Linked DNA regions of Mus musculus: regions 1 and 2 are each linked to region 3. Evidence: chromatin contacts called from public Hi-C and Micro-C data. All regions are on one chromosome and are shown on one strand. The core of a region is the stretch at or near the end of the contact, and the rest is flanking DNA. Distances in the headings are between cores, read along the strand shown. Region 1 overlaps Pacrg (PARK2 co-regulated). Region 2 has its middle 41 kb from the start of 4930452A19Rik. Region 3 has its middle 45 kb from the start of Gm34972.

Region 1 (4,001 bases), core at 16-2,515, 310 kb after region 3:
AGACCTGCAGGCTCACACTTTGCTGCTCACACTGCCAGGAAGAAATCTTTCCTGGTTTTCTCTCTAGTCCTCCAGTATCCATTCATTGCTTTGATCACTGCCAGCTGGCTGAAGCTGGCCCTAAGGGGCTTACTCCCTCTTGTGAGGAACTGAGGAGAAGTGAATCCTATTTCCAGACTAATTCTGAACCTTTCACCTTGGAAGAACCATAAGTCGGCTATTATGGATCAGGCAGTGAGGGCAGATGGCAGGCACCTGCTGCAGAAACGGACACCGTGAGGCCCTGGGAAACCCCACCTATTTAAACTTAGCTCTTCCTCTGAGGCAGAAACAGGGTGGCGAGGGTCTTCTTTGAAAGGGGATGCAAGCTGCTTGAGTGCCTGCCCTGAGTAGCTTCAGCTGGTGCTGGTGGCACCTCACCCACCTGAGTTGCATTTCTCTGTCCTCACTTTTAAGGGCCACCTTCTCCTCCCCGCCCCCCGCCCCATCTTTGAGATTCTCCACTGCCAGCATTACATTTTAATGCCATTTTATCAGTCATATGCCATGCCTTTTCAGCAATCATATTCCTTGACATCAAACAGATTCTTGATACAACCGCCAACGTGTTCTAGCTCGCTTTAAAATATTATGGCTGATACCAACATTTTAATCCTTTAAGACATCAAAGCCAAATTAAACGAGTTGTATTGCTGGTAGTCGATGCAAAAATCTTCATGCTTCTATTTCACAGAAAAGTCAGCCTAATATTTTTCGAGGCTTTTGCAAGGTGAGGTCCTTTGCTGTCCACTTCACTTGGTGAGCATTGGAATTAGGAGCTGGGTTAGAAAGCAATGAGGAATCTCTCTGAAAGGTGCGCTACAAGTGAGAAGGAACAGGAAGTTGGGGGAGGAGCAGAAAGGTTCAGGTGGGTGTAGCCTGCAGCTCATGAGTCACAGGTATCCCAGGATTGTGTGAATGTGGCCAACATTTTTGTGAATGACAACCTCATGTTGGAATGTCAAAAGGTTGAATGCTCCTGAACTGGTTTAACATGGAGCAGATCAACAACAACAACAACAACAACAACAACAACAGCAACAACAACAGCAACAGCAACAACAGCAGCAGCAGCAGCAACAGCAAGAACAACAACAACAACAAACTGACTTGAGAAAACAGAAAAATCCAGAGGCATAGGAGATTTGTGAGAGGCAGTGACTGGAGAATGCCACTGGTATGAAAAGAGGGGACGCAAGGACACGCACGAGGGAGTGAGTCTATGTAGCTGCCAGTGGAGATCTAGTTTTTAACCTTGTGCAGCTGTTTTCTAGGTTATCGGGAGCAAGCATAAATTAGCAGAGAAGATGAGCTAGCCTCTGGCCTCACATTCCAGGACAAGATAGAGTTGAAGGTCTGTCCTTTTTTTTTTTTTTTTTAAAGATTTATTTATTTATTTATTTATTTATTTATTATATGTAAGTACACTGTAGCTGTCTTCAGACACTCCAGAAGAGGGAATCAGATCTCGTTACGGATGGTTGTGAGCCACCATGTGGTTGCTGGGATTTGAACTCCTGACCTTTGGAAGAGCAGTCGGGTGCTCTTACCCACTGAGCCATCTCACCAGCCCCCCCTTTTTTTTTTAAAATTTATTTATTTTTATTAGTTATTTTCTTTATATACATTTCAAATGCTATCCCGAAAGTTTCCTATACCCTCCCTCTGCCCTGCTCCCCTACCCACCTTCTCCCGCTTCTTGGCCCTGGCATTCCCCTGTATTGGGGCATATAAAGTTTTGGCAAAATATTTGATATCTTACTTTTAGAACATACTTAAGTTTCATATCTTAGATTTATATATACATTTTTCTTTTTCTTTCTTTTTTTTTTTTTTACGTATTTTCCTCAATCACATTTTCAATGCTATCCCAAAAGCCCCCATACCCCCCCCCACTTCCCTACCCACCTATTCCCATTTTTTTGGCCCTGGCGTTACCCTGTACTGAGGCATATAAAGTTTGTGTGTCCAATGGGCCTCTCTTTCCAGTGATGGCCAACTAGGCCATCTTTTGATACATATGCAGCTAGAGTCAAGAGCTCTGGGGTACTGGTTAGTTCATAATGTTGTTCCACCTATAGGGTTGCAGACCCCTTTAGCTCCTTGGGTACTTTCTCTAGCTCCTCCATTGGGAGCCCTGGGATCCATCCAATAGCTGACTGTGAGCCTCCACTTCTGTGTTTGCTAGGCCCCGGCATAGTCTCACAAGAGACAGCTTTATCTGGGTCCTTTCAGCAAAATCTTGCTAGTGTATGTAATGGTGTCAGCGTTTGGAAGCTGATTATGGGGTGGATCCCTGGATATGGCAGTCTCTAGATGGTCCATCCTTTTGTCACAGCTCCAAACTTTGTCTCTGTAACTCCTTCCATGGGTGTTTTCTTCCCAATTCTAAGAAGGGGCACAGTGTCCACACTTTGGTCTTCATTCTTCTTGAGTTTCATGTGTTTAGCAAATTGTATCTTATATCTTGGGTATCCTAAGTTTTGGGCTAATATCCACTTATCAGTGAGTACATATTGTGTGAGTTCCTTTGTGATTGTGTTACCTCACTCAGGATGATGCCCTCCAGATCCATTCATTTGCCTAGGAATTTCACAATCACAAAGGTCTGTCCTTGAGGGGCAAGGTCAGTGCTAATCCCTGTGGGTCAACAGGCCAAGGATGGAAGATCGCCATCTACTGGTTTTAGAGAAAACTGCCGACACATGACCCTTGGTCTGGGGTTAAAAAAAAAAAAAAAAAGCTCTGACTGGGAATTGTCCTTTCAGGTCAGCTCTTCACAGCTGACTAAGTGGTTGGGAAATCAGAAATGAAAAGTGCCACTTTGAGCCCTTGGCGCTCTACAGTGTGGGGCTGACACGGAACAATGTCAACGCATTCGGTAGCGTGAGGAAATGCTGAGCAGTCTCGAGAGCCCCTAGCCTCTCTGTAATGAAGTCTCCTGATCCGAGCAGCCATTCCCATCAGCTCTCCTTTGACACTTGCCCCAGCTGGCCTGACTCTGGCTTACAACTGGGCCACTAGCACGGTCCTAAGCTCTTGTGTCCTGAGGCGCAGGCTCCCTTCCTCCACTCTCACCCAAAGACTCCTCTCCTTGACCCTAAAACCCTGACTTCTAATCCCCGAGGTTGAAGCCATAGGTTGAGCACAGGCCTTTATAAAGAGGGTGTAGACAAAGCACCTGGGGGCAGGGACTGACGTATGGGGACACAAGAAGGTCATCTGCAAGCCCAGGAAAGGCCTCAGAAGCCAACCTGATCTTGGACTCTGGGCCTCCAGGCCCCCAGGAATGTGTACTTTGTTGTTGGCATGGCCCTGTCTAAGGCATTCCATTACCAACACCCTCTCAAACACACAGCTTGCAGGGCAGTTATTTAAGGCTTCTTCCCACACAGCCTGCCCAACTGCAGATCTCCTCTGAACTCCTTGCCAGATCGCCAGGCACATTCTAGAAATGTCCTTTTACTACCACTCCCACCTGCCAGTTCCCTAATCTGGGATAATCAAAATGGGTGACCATGTGATTATTTCTGCTTCCAAGGCCAGGGCCAGGCTGCCTCACAGAGCAGTGCTCACAGTTGCGGGATCTGGAGCCAATTCTGTGAACCTCAAGACTTTTCCTGCCTCTGGTTAGCTCCATGGCTATTCCATACCTGCTTGGTTCATTGCAAACTACCCTGTGTGTGTGTTATTTCTGCTTCATCCTCTCCTCGACACCTGGCCCTTGATCTTATTTAGAGACTTCAGCAACATTGGCTTCTTCCTTTACAAAGCCACTTTCTGTTTGGCCTCTGAAACCTATGTTTTCCATTCTTGGAACTGGTTCCCAAATATGTTTTTCTGGGGGTGTGGTTCAGAGACAGAGCATTGCCAAGCCATCCCCAACACCAGAAACAAACAAACACACACACAAACAAACACACATACAAACAAACACAAACAAAAATCATTTTAAAAGTGAA
Region 2 (4,024 bases), core at 1,400-3,899, 370 kb before region 3:
GCAGGAGGATTGAGAGTTTGGACACAGTCAAGGATAGACAATGAGAAAAAAATAAAGGGTGGTGATTCCCATGACACAAGCAAGTTAAATCCCTTGTATCATCCTGCAGTAGGTGGCCATTAATTAATACAGAGACTCTCATCTGACCAACATGCAGAGAATAAAAGATTTCAGAATGCTGACCCCTAAATGGAGTGTGGATATCACACCCCTCCGGTCAAGATTCACATACCTTCACAAAAGACTGGGAGGACAGAGTGTAAGAGGCAGAGGTAATAAGACATCACTTCAAGGAAACTGGTGCCTTTTGACACAAGAGAGAAGTTGCTCATATAAACTCACAAGCACTGGGACAGCACGTGCAGGATCTACGCAAGCTCAGCCCAGAGCCCAGAGCACAGCCCTGCAGGGAAGGTGAGAGGCAGACACCAAGTCCAACCCCTATCTGAAGACCTGGGAAGGTGAGAGGCAGACACCAAGTCCAACCCCTATCTCAAGACCTATTGGCAATGAAAGTTGGCAAAGGAGGCCGTGGGGGGGGGGGAGGGGGGAAGAGAGAGAGAGAGAGAGGGAGAGAGAGAGAGAGAGAGTTGGTATTCTTTAATGATGTGATTCCAGGTAGGCTGACCATGTTCCAGTGGAAAACTACACACACAAGACTAATAAATAACACAAACTGGACTTACTGGTTAAAACAAAACAAAACAATACAATACAAAACAAAGCAAAGCAAAACAAAAACAAAAACAAAAAAAACCCTCATATGCCGGATGGGTAGGGAGATAGGGGCAGGAAGAAGATATAGGGTGTAGGAGGAGTTAGGAGTGTGTGAATATCATCAAAATACAATACAAGATTCTCAAAGAATTAAGAAAAATATTATTTTAAATGTAAATACAACCATAGTAAACCCCTCAATCACTAACAGATGGAAAATTAACTGTGTGGTCTCATATTTCAAAGAAAAGGTGATGCCACTCATACAGCTATACAACAAGTCTGCCCTTTGACCCTGTCACCCTGTCATCAATCTCTACTCCACGGAGATCTTACCTCCTGCTGTAGTCTCTAGGTACCTAAATCCCTGGGCCACCTGCCTGGAGGTTTCCCAATCTCTCTGACATGATCCCACTTTGTTCTCCCATCTTTGACAGTTCATGGTGGCCTCATTCCTTGGACCCACACACTGCCCACCACAATCCTCATAGCAATCAGTATACATGAGAGGGTCAGACTCAACTTCCATTAGGCTCCTGTCCTCACTTCAGCAGAAGAGAATCCTTAATTGACATCTTGTGTTCCAGGACACACCCTCCCATACACACTCACCAATAGTCTCCATGATAATCACAACACAACCATGTCAAGGTTTCCAATACCCAGAGTCCCAGGTGTCATAGGCATCCATGCATTTTGCATTGCTGAGTGCTCGAGGGTTAAGTGGGGCTCTCCCTGCTTTTGTTGTCACTTAGACACTGCCTGGAAGTGACCACCTGCTCACTGATGCAGGCCAGTGACCCCTGCCAAGAGTGATGGCATCTAAGGTCCTCTTGTGTGTACTCCCAAGCTTTTGTTCTCATGTTTGTCTTTATAATGGAACCCACACTACAGGCCCAGCATTGCACCATTCCCAGGGAAGCAGTGGACAGGACTCTAGCAGTTCCTCTGTTAGCAGAGCCCATTGCATGTTGGGGGTTGGTCTGATGCTGCTTGTGTTCTAATGCTAAATACTGGCTCTCGAGATCTGGTTGCCCCCCCCCGCCTCCCGGGCAGATTACAATCATCCCAAAGCAAAACCAATATCCAACAATGTCAAAAGCTCAACGTCTGGTGTTAAGAACTAACTAAAGATATTCTGGGCTACAAAGGACTTGGACAGCCCCTTCCCTCATCCCTGCCCCACTCCAGCTCTGCCACTCAGAACATAGACAGTGTTTCTGGTGAACTCATATTGGCTCCACTCCACACCTGACACTGCTCCTCATGGATATCCCACAATCCTAGCAGCTTGAATATTCTGGGGTCTCACTATAACTACAAGTATTTCACCAGTGTCCTCCTGGTCTCTCACAGCACCAAACAACAGCTTCTCCCCATGACCCATTCAATCCTGGGGTCTCTACTACAACCCAGGCTGCACTTAAACCAATGGACTCTCACAGCACCAAGCCTCAGCTGCTCTCCATGACCTATTCAATCCTGCAGCTTTAATACCATTTAATACCATGTGAGAGACTGTTTCACATCACTGAGTTCAGCTGCTAGCTTTAGTAGCAGCATTTGCCCCTCTGGACCACAGACTTGGTTTTTGTGCACTAATCCTGGAGAAATATTCTCAGATTTCACTTCTGATTCTGATTGCCTATTAATCACAGCTGATGTGTTTATTCCCACATGGCCAGCATCCATTGTTACAGTAAAGCAAAGGTTTGACTTCCATAATTCTTAATCAAAAACATACCACACAAAGAATGTTAGAAGACTCTCTGGGGGACTTTCGAGTGTCCCTCAGAGTTGGCAAGCCATGCCTCCATCATCTCCATTTCTTTTAGCATTTTTAGTTTCCAAGAACTCACAGAATGACCCAGTAAGCTCTAAACACTCAACACCCTTTCTAGCCAAATGTTTCAAATGTTTCCACAATCCTAGTCCCAACACATGGTCAGATCCATCAGAGCAGTGTTCTGCATGCCTGGTATTCATCTCTGTTTCAGTCTGCATTTCCTCTGCTCCGATAAACCACTCTGACCAAAAGCAACTCGAAGAGGAGAGAGTTTACTTTAATTTACTGACTGTAGTCCATCTTCAGGCAAATCCTAGGTAAGGGTGCACAGCGTGAACCTGGAGACAGAAACCGAAGAAGAGGTCGTAGAAGAATTGCCACTGCTTATTGGCTTGCTTGTCTGCCTTTCTTACATAGCATAAGTGCCCCTACATAAGGATGGCACCACCTGCAGTGGGCTGGGACCTCCTACATCAATTAAGAAGATACCCATGGATGGCATGCCCACAGGTAAATCTGATGGACACAATTCTACAACTGACATTCCCTTCCAAATGTGTCAATTAATATCCAAGATCAGTCTCACCAAAATCAGTCTACCTGTTGAGATCCATTCTTTTTTTTTTTTTTTTTTTTTTTCGAGACAGGGTTTCTCTGTGTAGCCCTGGCTGTCCTGGAACTTACTTTGTAGACCAGGCTGGCCTCGAACTCAGAAATCCGCCTGCCTCTGCTTCCTAAATGCAGGGATTAAAGGCGTGTGCCACCACGCCCAGCTTGAGAACCATTCTTTTGAGGACTATATCCCCTAAGTTTAAATGTCAAGTGTCACAGGGTCAGATAGGCAACTTTATAATTCAGAAACTTCTGGAAAATAGAAATAAAATTCAAGCAAGAAGTACATAGAGAGGCATTGGGCTCACATCTCCCCAGGGCCTGCAACAGCAAGAGAGCTGAAGAAGTTTTCATTGCAAAATGTTAACCCTAGTTCACTGGCCATGTGTGAAGAAACATGCAGGCTTAAAATGTATTCGTTGTCAATATCTATGAACTCCAACCAGAGGTGGGGACAGAGTGTGGGGAGGTGATGCGGCCCTAGGCCTTCAGAGCCATCACAGCAATACCATGAGCTCCTGAACTAGGGAGGATTGTGTGCCAGACCCATTTAATTTCCCTGAGGATAATGGTATGGACATCAAAGCGTCAGAGCAGATTCCTGGGACCTCAGAGAATTGCAGGCTCTATAACATGCAGTTCGATCAATGCTCTGGCCTCACTGGATTGAAAATATGACTTTCAGTAAAAGATTCTTTATTCTCTCTCGCCTTCATGAGAGAAGAGTGGTGTCTGGCTGTATGGGAGCATATTTGCCAATATATGGATGCAGTCTGTCTCCTTGGAGATACTTCATTATACCAGCTAACTACTGAGGGTGAAATGAGAAAACAGAATCATTTATAAGCTCTTCACAGGATAAGTGTTCACATAGGTTACTGTGGTATTGATTGCCAAATTGACACAGCC
Region 3 (3,574 bases), core at 673-3,172:
AGCACAGCCACAAACATGTGGCCCAAGGTGGCCCACAGTTCCTCAGCCCCTTCTTCTGCTCCCAAAACATAGTTCCTCACTGTCACCCTCCCTGTTGGCAGCAGGATCTCCACAGAGGTTGCCTGTCCATCTCCGCACCAGTGGATTGGACAATGAACTGACGTTTTCTAAGCAGCCTCTGCTCCACCCTTGATTAGACACTATCTTTAATTAAAACGCCTCATCAGAACTCAGAGCCAATTTCATCCTGGCTTTCCTAAGTGCTCTGTACAAAACATTAACTCTGGAATCTCATTACACACTTTCAACCCCTGTGACAAACATAAATGATAATTCAGCTCTAATGCCTTCTTGAGCAAGCCACATTTTCAGAGGCTCATGGATAATAGGAACACACTGAGGGGAGCATCTCTCTCTTCTCTCTCTCTCTCTCTCTCTCTCTCTCTCTCTCTCTCTCTCTCTCTCTCTCTCTCTCTCAGCTGGTGTTACAGCAGTCTCATCACCAAGTATGAATCTTGCTGGCCTCAGATGATGCTCATATGGCAGCTAGAACTCTACTTTAATGAAGTTCTTCATGAGTTAGGAGACTTGGGCTACCAACAGAATGTTGGTAGGCAACCATCAGCTGGGCGAGTGGAAGAGGACTGAGAGATGCTTGGCTCCCTTCACTCAGAGGCACATCCTGGAGTGCATTGTGTTAATGGAGACTGGGAAGGATTAGCAACTTCTTAGCCTGAGGATTTGATTAACAGGTCTTTAGAAGGTCTATGGCTCTAAGGTTGACACCATCATTGAGTTCAATGATCTTACCCTGCCAGCTACACACTTGGTGTCACTGGTCATACCCATGCCCTTCCTCATTAAGACCGGAAAGCACTGTTTCACACTCTGTGATCCCCTTCTCTCCAAGGTATGGTGACAGAACCACCTAAGAGCACCCACCCTTCCATTCCTCTATAGCCCGAGGATCAAATGCTGTACTTGAACAGGGATCCTCTGTGCTAATCACATGTTCAGAGCCATACCTGTAGAGCCAGACAGAAAAACGAGGAGGCTGAGGCTAAAAGTAAGGAGGCTGTGGGATAAAGAACAGGCCAGGATAAAATCAAAATTGCTACTGAGGAAACCCCAAGGAGTCAGATCTTGACAATCACTCTAACAGGGTTCAGGAGGCTGGAGCTGTTGGAAGATTTTTATACAATCTCAGCACCCTTAGTTCAATTATAGCTTCATCATTCATTCTCAAACTACAGCAGACACAAGGGCCTTCCTGGGCCCTGGCTGGCCACAAGAGGCAAATATAGTATTCCAGAAGCACTGGTCAGTGAGAATATAATTTAATAAAAGCCAAATAGCTATTGGTCTCCTTCAGACAGTAATTTCCCACCATGCTTCACTTCTGTCTCTGTAATATCCATCTCCCACTTGGCTGCAACCATTGCTGTAAACAGCTTCAGAGCTCTGGCCCCCCTGACCTCCCCTCTCTATAGTGGGTATGAAGCCCACTGTCTAATATGAGGATTCTAGGCTATCAACCTTTGAACTTTAGTTTTCTGCCTATGAGAATTAAAAAAAAAAATTGTCATTCTTATTTACTTGTGAGGTTGTCCTACTTAGCTCTGGCTTTCAAATTGACACAGCCCAGAGTCACCCGAGAGTCTCAACTGAGGAACTGCCAAGATCAGATTGGCTTGTGGTCACATCTGTGAGAGACTGTCTTCCAACCCCCAGTGGGTGGTGTCATCCCTAGGCAGGTGGGCCTGGGATATATCAGAAAGCAAGCTGAGCATGTATAAAGAACAAGCCAGGAAACAGCATTCTTCCATAGTCTCTGATTCATTTCCTGTCCTGACTTCTGTGACCTGGAAATGTAAGCCAAACAAACCCTGTCCTCTTTGTAGTGGTTTAAATGATGGCGTCCCCACACACAATTACATGCTTAAATACTTGGTCCCCAGTTAGTGTTTGGGAGGTGTCAGGAGATGCGGCCTTGCTAGAGGAGGTGTGTCACTGGGGTTGGGCTTTGAGGTTCCAAAAGACTTGTGTGATTCCCAGTTAGCTCTCTCTCCTTTGTAGGTGTGGCTCAAGATGTGAGTTCTCAGCTGCTCCATCACTCTGCCACGATGGACTCAAATTCTCTGAAACTGTAAGCCAAATTAAATGATGTCTTTTATAAAGTTGCTTTAGTCATGGTGTTTTATCACAGCAATGGGAAAATACCTAAGATTATTCTCATATCGTTTTTAGTTAGAGTGTTCCGTCAACGTCAACAGAATGAAACTAGGACAAATGTCAAACAGAAAAACAACAACAACAACAACAACAACAACAATGGAACGATGGTTGTGTACTATAAAGGGCTACAAAATGTGATAAATTCCTAAATCTCTGTAGATGACAAAAACCAAACTTGTGATATTAAAGAAGAAGAGGAGTAGCAAGAAAGCCCACCCTTCCAGGAACAAAGCACAGCCTGCTACATAGGAAGACACCAATCTGCCTGCCGTCTGGACCACACTTAGAGATCTCTATTTCATGCTACAGAAGGGTGCTATTCAGTTTCCTCCTCAGGTGAGAGAAACGGGGCACTGACTACAACCATTCTACAAACACTCATAAGCAGCAGCCAGCCTTTCGTGGATAGCCACCGTGTAGACACGAAGAGCCTCATGCCAGCACCAGAAGAACATCAGTGTGCCATGATTAATAATTATTTTCATCAAGGCCCAAATTAGAAACTAAGTATGTGCTATGGCTTGACTATGAAATGCCTCCACGGGTCAACTGTTTGGACACTTGGTTCCCCGTTGGTGGCTAGGCTTTCAGAGACTGTGGGACCTTTGGGAGGGAGAGTCTAGCTGGAAGAAATGGGTCACTGGAGGTCAGAGATCAGGCCTTGACTCCTCATTTAAGCTTAATCTCAGTGTTTCTTGGATGTGTGTACAATTGTGGAAGAAGCCTTCCCTGATGTATACCACTGTACCTCCTGAGTAACCCCTCCCCTCTCCCACACTATTTCTGTCAGGAATTTGGTCCCAAGGACTTGAAAAGCTACTAAGAAAATACATTTCTGTTCATTTTAAGTACACAAAAAGAACATAAACCAGTACAACGGGTAGGTACTGATATAATAAAAGACACTCACCTGAACAAGACATATATACTCTAGCTCTTCTCTCTTATGAAAAGTATGTTTATTGGAATGAAGATGGGGTGGAGGCTTAGGGAAGGGGAAAGAGGTTGAGCCTCGCAAACAGACATCTTCCGCATCCCAAGAAGCCAGTTGCCGTGCACTAGGCAGGGGACAGCAATCTGACCGTGCCAAGTTGTCCTCCTGTACTAAGGGTACCCATTCTCTAGGGCAGACACACGTTGTTACTTGTTGGGAGTGGGCCTGTTAAAGGGTTCATGATCTGCATAATACCAACATCTTAACCGCCATCCTCATGAAAGCAACTGTTCCCTTCTCAAATAACTTCTCTGAAGAGGTCACTGGCTTAAGATGAAGTATTTTTTCCCCTTAATTCCCAGGAAAATTGGGACAAAGACAGTACAGTGATATTTCATAAAGTGT

What was found. Hi-C and Micro-C count contacts between places; a contact is called where the count stands out from the background.
Region 1: a contact with region 3 is called in a Micro-C map of trophoblast stem cells, with 2.6 times the contacts expected there. The contact joins two enhancer-like sites. A contact is called at or near these places in 5 of 39 promoter capture datasets (the C10 cell line, the HPC-7 cell line, liver and 1 more), 1 of 15 datasets of contacts at CTCF or cohesin (the NIH/3T3 cell line), 8 of 484 Hi-C or Micro-C datasets (the HL-1 cell line, cerebral cortex, embryonic stem cells and 2 more), 9 of 115 datasets of contacts at active chromatin or transcription factors (cardiomyocytes, embryonic stem cells, extraembryonic endoderm stem cells and 3 more) and 1 of 9 other capture datasets (embryonic stem cells).
Region 2: a Hi-C map of muscle stem cells shows a contact between it and region 3, with 2.1 times the contacts expected there. The contact joins two enhancer-like sites. A contact is called at or near these places in 2 of 484 Hi-C or Micro-C datasets (muscle stem cells and myocytes) and 1 of 9 other capture datasets (embryonic stem cells).

The regions. Positions count from the first base shown.
Region 1 is chr17:10,498,201-10,502,201 of GRCm38.p6, forward strand. All of the region lies in intron 4 of Pacrg (PARK2 co-regulated), which reads right to left. The region is part of intron 2 of Gm16168 (a long non-coding RNA gene); the gene reads left to right. Among named protein-coding and RNA genes, the nearest start is that of Gm16168, 7.0 kb to the left of the region's middle. Within about 2 kb of position 1,266, at least 22 of the 459 cell types and tissues checked have an H3K27ac peak or open chromatin away from gene starts, as enhancers often do. A contact at or near this core is called in trophoblast stem cells, where this site is marked.
Region 2 is chr17:9,815,027-9,819,050 of GRCm38.p6, forward strand. No RefSeq gene overlaps it. Among named protein-coding and RNA genes, the nearest start is that of 4930452A19Rik, 41 kb to the left of the region's middle. Within about 2 kb of position 2,650, at least 2 of the 459 cell types and tissues checked have an H3K27ac peak or open chromatin away from gene starts, as enhancers often do. A contact at or near this core is called in muscle stem cells, where this site is marked.
Region 3 is chr17:10,189,354-10,192,927 of GRCm38.p6, forward strand. No RefSeq gene overlaps it. Among named protein-coding and RNA genes, the nearest start is that of Gm34972, 45 kb to the left of the region's middle. Within about 2 kb of position 1,923, at least 4 of the 459 cell types and tissues checked have an H3K27ac peak or open chromatin away from gene starts, as enhancers often do. A contact at or near this core is called in muscle stem cells and trophoblast stem cells, where this site is marked.